Regions from separate parts of the Mus musculus genome. Here all the other regions are linked to region 2. The links are chromatin contacts, called in public HiChIP or PLAC-seq maps. All regions are on one chromosome and are shown on one strand. The core of a region is the stretch at or near the end of the contact, and the rest is flanking DNA. Distances in the headings are between cores, read along the strand shown.

The links. HiChIP or PLAC-seq counts read pairs in DNA pulled down with a chosen protein or histone mark.
Region 1: a contact with region 2 is called in an H3K4me3 HiChIP or PLAC-seq map of the SCID.adh cell line, with 14 read pairs. The contact joins the enhancer-like site here to the promoter of Prps1 in region 2. A contact is called at or near these places in 4 of 484 Hi-C or Micro-C datasets (CD4 T cells, CD8 T cells, muscle stem cells and 1 more), 6 of 115 datasets of contacts at active chromatin or transcription factors (the 230-238 cell line, the SCID.adh cell line, effector CD8 T cells and 3 more) and 3 of 9 other capture datasets (adipose tissue, liver and pancreatic islet).
Region 3: a contact with region 2 is called in an H3K4me3 HiChIP or PLAC-seq map of embryonic stem cells, with 11 read pairs. The contact joins the promoter of Frmpd3 here to the promoter of Prps1 in region 2. A contact is called at or near these places in 1 of 115 datasets of contacts at active chromatin or transcription factors (embryonic stem cells) and 1 of 9 other capture datasets (liver).

The regions. Positions count from the first base shown.
Region 1 is chrX:140,518,413-140,522,540 of GRCm38.p6, forward strand. Gm39538 (a long non-coding RNA gene) reads right to left here. Exons shown (of 3, transcript XR_003953088.1): 3 at 3,153-4,128. Among named protein-coding and RNA genes, the nearest start is that of Gm39538, 14 kb to the right of the region's middle. Within about 2 kb of position 2,484, at least 317 of the 459 cell types and tissues checked have an H3K27ac peak or open chromatin away from gene starts, as enhancers often do. A contact at or near this core is called in the 230-238 cell line, CD8 T cells, the SCID.adh cell line and 8 more, where this site is marked.
Region 2 is chrX:140,453,851-140,457,947 of GRCm38.p6, forward strand. Prps1 (phosphoribosyl pyrophosphate synthetase 1) reads left to right here and starts at 2,753. Exons shown (of 7, transcript NM_021463.4): 1 at 2,753-3,013. The coding sequence starts at 2,892.
Region 3 is chrX:140,340,560-140,344,633 of GRCm38.p6, forward strand. It overlaps Frmpd3 (FERM and PDZ domain containing 3), which reads left to right and starts at 1,704. Exons shown (of 15, transcript NM_001320946.1): 1 at 1,704-1,830. The region is part of intron 3 of Gm32113 (predicted gene, 32113); the gene reads right to left.

The sequences.
Region 1 (4,128 bases), core at 1,234-3,733, 64 kb after region 2:
GTCCTGAAATACTCCCTCAACACAGGCATCTTTCCCTCTTGCTCATCTTTCTGTCAGGAAATGCACCCCTGCCCAGCCACTAATCAGATTACCCTCTTACACAACTTTCCGCCCCTCCTTCCTCGCCCATTAAATTTCCATAGGACAATCAGTTCTCAACTGCTCTTTCCTCTGTGTTCCAGGGCATTTCTCACAGTCTGTCTCATTTAGGAATTGCTTGTTTATATATGAGTGCTTAAGATGCTTTAGAATTCTGGGAAGACTAAAGCTGTCGTCGTCGGACTGGCAGCATCTAGGACAGAACCAGGCCCGCTGTAGGTAGCCAGTAGATATTGAGTGAATTGAATCGGTCGGGAAGCCAGCATGATGTGGGAACAGTGTAAACCACAGAACGATGCTCTTGACCTTCAGAGTCTCTAGCAGGACCGAGTATGTCCTCCTAAACTTGCCTGACACCACAGCTTTATAGGACCAGAGAGATGGGGACACAAAGACCTGCTATAACCAAGCAGGAATTGTGAGTGTGGCCCAGTTCATTATTCACCACTTTACTCAGTACATCATTGCATTCGTTTTCTATACTAGGCACTACATGAGGCACCAAAGGTAAATGGGTGACCCCTACCTGCACTCCCCGCTCATGGAAAGCAGAGGCAGGGGAATCACAAGTTTCCAGCCAATTTTGGCTAGACAGTGGATTTGAGGCCAGCCTGGATTACATGAAGCCTTTCCAGAGCCAGACCTGCTCTTACCCCTGCACCCTGACAAAACCCAGGAACAGAACCTACCTGACTCGTGTTACTCACCCTGACGCAGCTTCCGGGTTAGCAAGAAGCAGATACTAAATGATTACAGTTACAACTCGTGCTCTGAACGAGGGGCAATGTCCGGTAAAAGTGGATATTAACAAGCGGGCTTTGCTTGGGGCGCCAGAGCGGAGCTACAAGAAGGCTTTCCTCAAGGATCTAAGGAAGTGACTTAGAGATGAGACCACAGGCCTGACCATTCAGGCAGAGCTGAAGAAGCACCAGAGCCTTTGTGGAAAACCTTCAGGGAGACTGTGGTGGCTGAGTGTGCACTGGATCATTCTAGAAGATACGAAGAGACCAAAGCATCTTTTACATTTGGGTTGAGAACGACTGTGACCCAAGGTGCTTTCAAGGCCACATAGGCATCCCTTACTTTCCTGACCGCACCGGAGTAGGAGGCAGGAGGTAACAGTAGGCAGCCAGCTAGAGGCCTGACTCCATAAGACTTTGTAGACCAGGCTGGGGATTTGTTTTTTGTTTTTTGTTTTTGTTTTTGTTTTTGTTTTTTTCAAATTGCGGAATGGGAGAGTTTTAAATTGGGAGTTCAGTGGTTCAGTGTAGCTTGGCTGCTGTGTTGGTTGATCCTGGATTGACAGGAATCAAGAATGGAAGCAGACAGATATGTGAAGAGGTTAGGATGGTGACCTACACTACGTTGGTGGCTAGTGAAACTGGACTGTGGGTTCGGCCCACACACTTTGCAGATGAGGAAAATGAGGCCCAGAAATAGGGAGTGGCTTGCCCAAGATCATCTCACTTCTGGTCTAGTCTCCCATTAAGAGAAAAGCTAGCAGAGAACTAAGGGGAAAAAAAGCGAAGTGGATTGTGGTAGGATGAATTCACTAGGGCACGTTGGGAAATGTGGAGTTCTGGAAGCAGAGATGCCCAGATAGGGAAGGAAAAGAGACTTTGAAGAACATATACCAATGTTCTTCAAAGTGCTTTGTCCTTCCACAGGGTAGGGGTGCAGTAAAGCCAGCCAGCACCAGCCCTGAGTTACATCCCAACCCTGTTTAGTCTGGCGGTTGCTCAGACAGGAGCTGCGTTCTTAAGGGCGGGCCAGTTCCTTCCTGCCTGGGGAGTCTAACGAAGTGCTGAGCTGGGCAGAACTCCCAGTGCTCCCTGGGTCCCAAAGCAAGCAAACAGAAACCTCATGCAGGGCCACGTGAGGTCAGGTGGGGCGGGGCACGGAAGCCTGAGCTGTGAACGGATTGGCTACTGTTTGACACACCACTTTGAGAGCCCGCCGGCCATGGGAGGCTCAGCCTCCTTGCGGCTTCTGGCCGGCCCCTCCCTTGCTTGTCTTTGTAGGATAGGGGTGGGGGTGGGAGGATCGCCTCATAACTTCCCACCACAAGTTTCTTCGCTTCTCCAGCCACCCCTGGTCTTAAAAAAAAAATAGTAGAAATGTGACTGATTACCACTCACTGAGTAAACACCGCTAGCAGCCCAAGGAAGATGAACACTGCGCCTCTCCTGATGCAAGGGGGGGGGGGGAGTGTTATTCAGGGGAAGACCGGGCTGCAGAGAAATTAGGGGGAAAAGTCACCAAAGGGGTTTCCACCAAGGTTTAGATCTTAAGAATATTTCTCTCACGAGGCTTGGACGCTTTGCCCTCAAGTGGGCATTACTACCAACTTACAGGATGCCAGCCAAACTGGCCTCTCCCCAACCTAGACTCCACCTCTCCGGGCCTGGCCGCACTGCCTTGCCCATCTGCCTTTCCAGAACAGCTGCTTGCTGGGGAGGAGAAACGAGGTGCACTGCAGATGGCGAGGAATCTTTCTTACCGTTCTCCATTTAAAAATTGTGAAGTCGATGCTTTCTGAAGTCACTTTTAGGTGTGGCATGCTAATAGTCTATGCAACCAAGATCAGGCTAAAAACTTTAGGGTTTTTTGTTTGTTTGTTTTTGTTTTTGTTTTTTGTCTGGGGGCGAGGATTGTCCTGGTGGAGAATCAAACTCAGGGCCTTGGACACCTAGACTTCTCTATTCCACATCTTACTTTTAAAAAATTTTTTTTCTGTTTGTTGTTTGTTTGTTTTGAGACAGGGGTTCTCTGTGTAGCTCTGGCTGTCCTGAATGGCACTCATTATGTAGACCAGGCTGGCCTCGAACTCACAGACATCCACCTTCCTCTGTTTCCGAAGTACTGGGAAGAGCACCATCACCGCTGGACTTTAAAACCCTTTTTGGAGGAGGAGGTAGGGAAGTACACACCTTCAATTCCAGCACTCAGGAGGCAGAGGCAAGTAGATCTCTGTGAGTTCAAGGTCAGCCTGGCCTACAGAGCAAGTCCAAGACAGCCACAGCTACACAGAGAAACCGTGTCTCAAAAAAAAAAAAAACAAATTAAAAAAATTTATTTTAGGAGTTCACATATTCTCCACAACAGCTATTGTAACATAGTATTGCTGATGCACCCCCAAGAACTTATTTTGTTGAGACAGAGTCTCACTTCATAGAGCAGACTGGTCTGTAAGTATGTGGTTCAGGGAAGGCCTACAGTGCACTCCTTACAATCCCTCTACCTCCCAAGTACTGGAATGGCAGAGATGAGAACCCGTATCAATACAGTAAAGATGAGTGAACTGTTGAGTCATTTACCCATGAACGCGTAACTTACCAAATATAGAACTAGGGCCTGGACTCAGTTCTAATTCTGCACATCCTACAGTTATAATTTGTTCCCTGAGTAGTGTCTTTAGAAATTTTATACCATCCACATTAGTCTTATACTGTGACAAGTTAGTCCTGTCTAACAGAGAAAATGACCCCCTTGTCTGTCTGTTTCACACTTTGGAGTGCTGGAGTTTCATATTACTGGAAGCAGGTGGACACATCAATGCCATGAGGCGAATTGTCATGAGAAGGCTTCTTTCAAAGCTCTCCTGGTGGTGGCCGGGTGATCTGCTGCCAGGCTGCTGGGGCGGGGGCAGGGCACATGTGGGCAAACTGAGAGAAGCAGGGACAGCTGGGAAGTTGGCTGAAAGGAGCCCTGTGATGTGTCCTTAGGTTCTTCGGTGCCTGTCAGATCTTGGATGGGTTCTTGGTCCTCCTCTCGAAAGATATTAACGAGGGCAGGGGAGCCCAGTGAATATTTAATAGACAAGTATAAAACATTTCACAGACTCTGTCTACATAAAGTTCTTTTGAAGGTCCACACAAAGCCACAAGGGCCTCTTGGAACTCTCAATCCGAGGAAATGATTAACTATCCTCATTTCTGCAGAACGATGCAATCTGTTTATGAAATGTCTAAATTAATGGGGAGGATCCAGTGCAGTTGGGGGTTTTCCACCATCATCCAGCCGAGGCTC
Region 2 (4,097 bases), core at 1,503-4,002:
CCTGGCTGTCCTGGAACTCACTCTGTAGAGGAAACTGGCCTCCAACTCAGAGATCTGCCTGACTCTGCCTCCCACATGCTGGGATTGTTACTTAATGGTGTACAAAGACCTCCTTTGGAGACTCGGGGTGCTAAAGATGTAGCTCAAGCTCCTGAGAGCCAGACAGCCAACAGAGTGGAGTCAAGTTCAAGCAATAAGGTCTGAGAATCAGAAGCTTTTTTAAAAAAAGATGTATTTATTTTATGTATGTGAGTACACTGTAGCTGTCTTCAGACACACCAGAAGAGGGAGTCAGATCTCATTACAGATGGTTGCGAGCCACCATGTAGTTGCTGGGAATTGAACTCGGGACCTTCGGAAGAGCAGTCAGTGCTCTTAACCACTGATCTATCTCTCTAGCCCTGGTGCCTTTTCTTTTGTGAGACAGGGTCTCATGTAACTCAAACTGGTGTCAAATTTGCTAGGAAGCCAAGAACTTGAGATTCCCCCTGCCTCAGGGATTAAATGCATGCACCACACCTAATTTATTTGGCTCTGCTCTTTTTCTTCCTTTCCTCTTTTGCAGCTTTCCTCCTTTTCTCCCTTCTGATACAGGTTCTCACTACTATATATAGCTGAGGCTGGCCTAGACCTCATAATCCTCTTGCCTGCAGGATTAGAGATATGGGCCACCATGCTTTGTTTGAAACTACACTGCTTTTAGTAACAGGAAGACCAGCGTAGCTTCTTGATGCTCATCTCGCCTGATCTCTCAACACACCCTCCCTTCCCCACTCCCCCTCTATGCATTCATCCACCATGCCTGCCCTTTGCCAAGCCTCTTCTTTGGTTTTGGTTTTACCTTATTGTGTAATTTCTCTTCAGGATACCAGCCTGGGTCTCATGGGACCCATTCCCTGCAAGATCCTTTCTAGATCCTCAACTTGATTTTGTTTCTTTACCTCCAAGTGCTGGGATTATGGGGCCACACCACCATACCAAGCTATTAAGCTTCTTTTGTATTTTGTGCCTTCTAAGGGTAGAGGATTGCGCATTGTTCACTCTTTATATCACCATGCTCCAGAGGGCCTGATATATAGGCAATCAGAGCACTTATTCTGAATTATGTTAAACCTACAGAACCCACCATAAGAGTATACTTCACAAACCTTCTTTTTTTAAAAAAAAAATTACTGTTTTCTAATTTTATGTGCATTGGTGTTTTGCCCTGACATATGTCTGTGTCAGACTGTGGGATCCTCTGGAACTGGCATGCACACAGTTGTGAGCTGTCATGGGAGTACCAGGTCCTCTGAAAAAGCAGCTAGTGCCCTTAACCACTAAGTCATCTCTCCAGCCCCACTTTTTCTAAGATTCATTTTTTAAAATTATTTTTCACAATGTTTCATATTAATACAGATGCCCTTGGAGGGCAGAGACATCACAGGCAGTTATGAGCCACTTGGATGTGGGTGCTGAGAACCAAATGTGGGTCATCTGCAAAAGCAATACTTGTTCTGAACCGCTGAGCCATCTCTTCAGTCCCCAAAGTGGTTTGGGTTAGCTCCTTGCCGGACAATTTTAAGAGCAACAATACAGAGAGAGCAGGGGGCTCTCTATGTAGCTCTAGCTGTTCTGGAACTCACTAGACAAGACTGGCTTCGAACTCATAGAGATAAGCCCAATTCATAAGTGCTGATAATTCCAATGTGCCCAGCTGTCAAAGCCTGGCTGGGCAGTGATGCTGCATGCCTTTAATCCTAGAGACAGGATTTCTCTGTATCTCCTTGGCTGTCCTGGATCTCACTTTGCCTCCAGAGTGCTGAAATTAAAGGTGTGAGCCACCACGCCTGGCTCAGAGTCACATTGTGTGTACGAGGCTAGCTTGGGACTCATGATCCCCCCTGACTAAGTCTCCTTAGTGTTAAGATGATAAGCATGTACCACCATACCTGGTAGTCATGATTTTGGTTTTGTTGATTGTTGCTGCTTTGAGACAAGATCTCACTATATATCTCTGGTGGCCCTGAACTCCCTTTGTACATCAGTCTGGCTTAGAACTGACATAGATCTGCCTGCCTGCCTCCTCCAGAATACTAGGATTAAAGGTGTATGCCACCTTGGTACTGATTTTTTTTTTATTCTAAAATTGTGTGACTCTTCCTTTACATCTAATTCATGGCTGTCTGGAATACTGTTAAAACAGAGTCTGCACTAGTTTGCACAAGTTTGCACTGGTCCAGTTAGCGTGTGTAAAAGGCTAGGTTAGCCAGATTACCTTGTAATTGTGGCAGACTTAAACACTATGCTGATTCTTTCAGGGTTCTTCATGGATAATACTTTACTTTTTCTTCTTCCAATCTTTAGCTAATCATAATTTTATCACCCAGATATTTGGGGAAAGCCACACTCCTTCTCTAATTGAGCAAACTAGAATCCAGTGATAAGGACAAAACATTAACTTTCTCTCGCATTGTCCCAGGGTGACTCACCTTCAGTCACTTTCCCCTAGGGCTTGCCTTCCAGGTAGAAAGTACACTTGGTATTTAGAGTTGGTAAACAAGCCCTTTGCCTGCGATGCGCCTGCGTTGTGGCTATCTTTGTGATGTAAAAAGTGCTTTAATTTAACCCGTTTCACGCCTCTGAACAAATTACCAGAGAGTGGTTGGGCGGCAACATTACCGGAAGACTCCGCCCCTCACACCCGTCCAACCAATCAGAAAAGGCTGGGTGGAGAACTTCCTTTGTAATCCCGCCCCCTGGGCAATTTAATGCCGCGCGCTGGGCGGGAATGTAAGATGGCGGAGTAGCAACGCGGTACTGTTGGTGTTCAGACTGCCTGCTGACTTCCGTTCCCGTGTTGGCAGCGGCGGCGGCGGCGACCACTGAGCACGTTGAGGTAGTTACCCAAGATGCCGAATATCAAAATCTTCAGCGGGAGCTCCCACCAGGACTTATCCCAGAAAATCGCTGACCGCCTGGGCCTTGAGCTAGGCAAGGTGGTGACTAAGAAATTCAGCAACCAGGAGACCTGGTAAGGACGCAATTGGTACCTTGAGTGTACCTGACCTGCCCAGGCCATGGCAACTCGGGGGATGGAGCGGCCGTGGGATTTCCTGGCAGCAGAGGATGGGCAGAAAGGGGCAGCAGAGGTTAGCTTGCCTCGCGGGTTGTTCCGTTATTTTACCTCCCGAGAGGGTCGCGTTCATCCTCGCTGCGCGCGGTTAGGTGGAGCCAAGATGGAGATGGGAGCTGAGGCCGCTACGTTTGGGGGTTGGGGATGGAGGATCTAATGTCGGGGGGTAATGGCCTCCTGGAATGTCTGGAGGTGTACGGGCGCTTAGCTTTGGGCATGGGGACACGTGGCTTGTCGCTTCACTGTGGAGCCAGTAGATTGGATTCGGTTCACTTTCCGCGCGTCGACTGGTGTACATCAGAGAACCTATGGCGTTCTGAGCCCCATCGTGGTCTTTTTCCTAGATTTGAAAAGCTTTTTGGTTGGAAATGGTAGCGTTCTGGTTTGGTCTTGGGAAACATTGTGTTCTGAGGGCGCGAAAACGTTACCACGTTCCCTTAGACTGGCACGGTGTCGGCTTTTCCTATCCTGTCTGTCGAGGAATCAAACCACCCTTAAGTTAAATTCAGTAGATGGGGTAAAGTGGTTGCTTTGAGCTCAACATCCTTGATCTTCGACATCTCAGCTTAAGTCATCCCAAAAAAATAGGGAAACCTTAGTTGTAGAATTCGAATTTTTGACGGTTTCCAATTCCGCTACTGGCAGACATAATAATACAAGCACTCCGCCCCTCCTCCATTGTAGCCACTTCTTAGTGTTAAATGCGTGAGGATTTAGGGAACGACTTACACGTGAGTGTTCAGTGACAAAATAATAACGCAGTGGAAGAGCTAGCTCAAACAGCAAAGGGAAATTTGAATGTCGTCTTTTTGGTGCTCTGCTATAAAACTCGTGGCCCAGCACTGGTGTGCTGTCGCATGCCACTAGGCAAGAGCAGGAGAAGCAAGTTTGAAGCAAGCCTAGTCTGCATAGTTAACTCTAGACTAGTCAGGACTATGTAGTGAGACGGTCTCCGAAAAATTGCTAACAGAACTGTCTTAGC
Region 3 (4,074 bases), core at 454-2,953, 110 kb before region 2:
AGTCAGCCAGGATTTCTTTTCAGTTTTACCTCCCTGTAGCCCCCTCCCACCTTAGAGACAGACTAATCCCCGACATTTGTCTAATGACTTTATACCTGTCAAAGCTCCTTCCTATCTATTACTTCCCTCCAGCATCACAAACACCCCCAGAAAGGAGGACCGGAAGGCATTATTATCCCTGTTTGACCAACAAGAAAACTGAGGTACCAAAGGATACATGACTCATTCAGGGTCACACAGCCGTTTAGTCAAAGAACTGGGGCTTTAAATGTTTTCTAACTTCCAGTCTTGTGATCTTTCTGCCTTACAAGGTAGACTCACCTACAGGACTATGGACGCGTGCTGCTCCTAACACAGTACCCAACACACATAGATGCTAATAAGTATTTGCTGCAAGGAAGGAAGAAACAAGTTCTACAATGGTTCTCCTTCTTGTTGTTTTGAAAAAATGGTCACACCATGTCGCCCAGGTTGCTCTTGAGTTCCTGGGCACAAGTGATCCTCTATACTCACCTTCCCAGATGTCTGAGACTATAGATAAGGCCAACCACACACAGCTCTACTGATCTTAAGTCATTAAAATAGGATACGAATGTGATGCTATTTGATCATTTTGACCATGAAAGAAGGAGTTTGAGGTCTTTCCCAACTCACAGATGGCAATGCCAAAGAAAGGCTAGTGTGACAGCCACAGAGAAGCCAATGGGACTTGATTTCCTAACAAAGCTGCCTTCCACTCATCCTTCACAGAGGAATTGATCCAATGGGCCCTTAACCCAGTAGCAGAGAGGAGTCAGAATCAGTCCCACTTCAAGAAGAGCCTCCCCAAGATGTCTCTACAAGCTTTTCTCTGGTCTCCCATCAGTGACTCTGAAGTTCTGCTGTGAGAGTTACTTGAGAACACTGGCTGCTCTCTCCTCTTAAAGGACCTGAGCACTCTCCCCTTCTTGAGGAACTCCAAGCATAACAACCCAGACTTCAGAGACTCTGAGCTTGTCTCAGAAAAGACCACCTGGATCCAAACACCCTCCTCCTCCCTTTTCTATCTACCATGGAGTCGGGTACATACTAGAGATCTATCAAATATTAAGAAATGAGCTGTCTCTGCTAAAGAAGAGTGCCCGGAGTTGCCACTTGTTTTTAGTCCAGTTAGAAAAATGGGGGCCGGCGGGGGGGGGGGGGGGAGAGAGAGAGAGAGAGAGAGAGAGAGAGAGAGAGAGAGAGAGAGAGAGAGACAGACTGGTCTCCAGATACCACTTTGCAGTAATACAAAGCAGCGTTTGTTCCGGGTACCCCCCTAATTTAAGATCCCTGCGGGTTTTCTTTCTTGAGCCCACCAGTTCTCCCCTTGATCTCCAGGGGTGTTTGTTTTGCTTCCCCAGAGCCTCGGTTTTGTTTTGTGTACAATGAAAAGGGCGCTGGGATGAGAAAATGCATGCAAAGCACAGTGTCCAGATCTTAATAAGTGCTCAGCCAAGCGGCAGCTGGATTATCCATACACCTCTGTTCCCAGAGGGAGGGGTCCTCCAGGGACACCAGACTGCTCACGAGGTCCCGAATCCAGGTGCAAAAGAGGGGCTGTTTCTCAGCTCCCTGCTTAGTTCATCACCTCAGCCTCAGCTCTGGGGCTGAGCCAGTCGCCTCGTTCTTTAAGATTCTGGTCACAGCAGGGGCTGGGTTTCTAAGGCAGGCGTGATCTTTCTCTTCCTACAGACGCCGCTGCCGCCAGTGTCTGAGCTGGGCACTGGCAGGGGCAGTGCGCGGGAGAGACAGAGGGAGGGTTCCCGGCTCCGCAGCCACGCAGACCGGGCCTGGAGAGGGTCCCCGACAGTAAGTACTGTGCCCCAGAAGCCAGGCTAGGGCTTGCTTGGGAAAGGATCATATAGCTGGGCGTGTGTGGGGTTGTGAGGTCCGCAGAAATTGCTAGGGTCCTCACTGGCACCTCAGAGTGACTTGGGGGCAGTCTAGCACATGCCCCTTCTGGGTGAGTGGCCCTTCCTCGCTCCTTCCCGGGACAGAGGGAGGACGGGGCTTGGGGGGGGGGGGGGGTGAAGACAGAGGATTACAGAGTTCGCGCTTCGGGGGGTGTCATTTCTCTCCATCCCCCACCTCGAGCCCCCCAAGAATTCCTTCTAGTTGCCAAGCGGTCCTCGGGTCGGTTCGCGGAGCCACGGACGAGGAAATGGCAAGGCAAGATGCACGCGGGGCAGAGGTTTGGATATCCATGGCAAAGTGGCTGCAGGAGCGGGAAGTTTTCCTGCTGAGGGTGGGGGGCGGGGAGTGAAGACGGTGTAGAGAGGCGAGGAGAGCAGAAAGCTGGAGGAGAGGGAGGGCAGTGCTTCTAGGGGTTGGAACCAAAGCCCCCTGCCAGCAGCAGCCAGATCCTCCAGGATCCCTTCCAGGTGAGAGCTTTTGGGCTCCTGCAGGCAACTGAGTCCAGTGGGAAAAGGTCTGGGCTTCTAGCCTCCCTCCTCAGTTCCCCAGGCATAGTGGCTAGGTTGTGCTCTTTGGCGGTGGGGGAGGTGCACAGGGGATGCTGACGCGGTGTTGCTTTATAGGGAGGGGGCAGCTGAGACCTCAGTTTTCTCCAAACACAGCCAGGCTGAGAAACATGACCACTGTACCCACCTGGTGGTGCATTATTTACAGAAATATCATCCATTAGCAAGTAAGACTGGCAGGAACATTCCTGTCACTATTTTCTCTAGGCTGTGTAAAATTCAGACGGTGTTAGGGCAGACATAACAAGACCAGTATCTCCCCTCTGTTTTTCGACCCTCCACTACATTGGTCAGGCTTACCTCCCAGTAGTAACAAGTCATATGCAATAATAACAACTCTAGCTGTCATTTGCTTGGAGATTGCTATATGCCAGGCATAGCACTAAGCACTTTACATGCAGTATTTTATTCACTCTTCACAAATATCATGTAGGGTAAATACTAATATTATTCATTTTTACAAATGAAGAAATCAAGGCATAGAGAGGTGGGTCAAGACTAGTCCAACAACTAGTGAGGGGCAGGGCTAGGATTTCAACCCACTCTTTCTTCATACATATCCCCATTGATAACTATTGGAAATATTGGTAACAAGCTGGCTTTAATGGGCTAATAAAAACCAGGTTGATTTCCCTGTGGCAAAACTCATTTTAATTCTGTATTTCTGAAGTCAGGGCCCAGTCCCAAAGAATGTTGAATCAATTTTTCAAATTACCCCCCCCCCCATTACAAACTGTGGAGAAAGACAAACAGCGAGTTAGGACACAGCAGATCCTATTACTGGATGCCCAATGATAATATTAATTGCTAGTAGATCCTATAAATGAGCAGTTACTTTGCCAGCTCGTTTCATGTATTAAATCTTTTCATGGGTACTTCGAAGTGAGTCCTATAATGAGTCTCTCTTTATAGGCAAAGGAATGGGGCTTAAGAGTTCCAACCCACATCCAATAACCCCCAAACCATACCTGTTTTGGACAAATCTAATCATGAAAAGAGCAGTTTGTACTTACCACAGTCCCCAGCCATTTGCCCAGAAATCTCCACTCTCTTTTTCTTTGCTCGCTGCTCCCTTTACACTAAAGACGGAATTGCATAGATTGGTAGAGAGCAGGCTTCCAGGAGAAGACAGGGTTTCAGATGGATTTGGGTTTTGTTGTTGTACTAAGCGCCGTGCCTGCAACATCAATAAGTTGTTATGCTTTATAAGTTTTATTAATTAAACAAGTGTCTGGCTTGCTGGCTTGGAGTTGTTAATCCGATGTTATGGCTCTATCTGAATACCTCTGTTAGAAGTTAATTTAAATATATATATACATACATACATATATATATATACATACATATATATATATATATATATATATATATATATATATATATATATTTGCAATGATGGGGCAAAACTGACTTTGTACTCCCTAAGGAGGGGGAAGGGGACTTGTTTTGAAGCTTCAACTTGGGTGGCAGAAGCTGCAGTCCATACATGCATAATAGTATTCTTGTGCCTCCATCCCAGAATGGTCCCTGGGAGCTGAAACCTATGTGTAACTAGACCCCTTTGGGCTGTTCC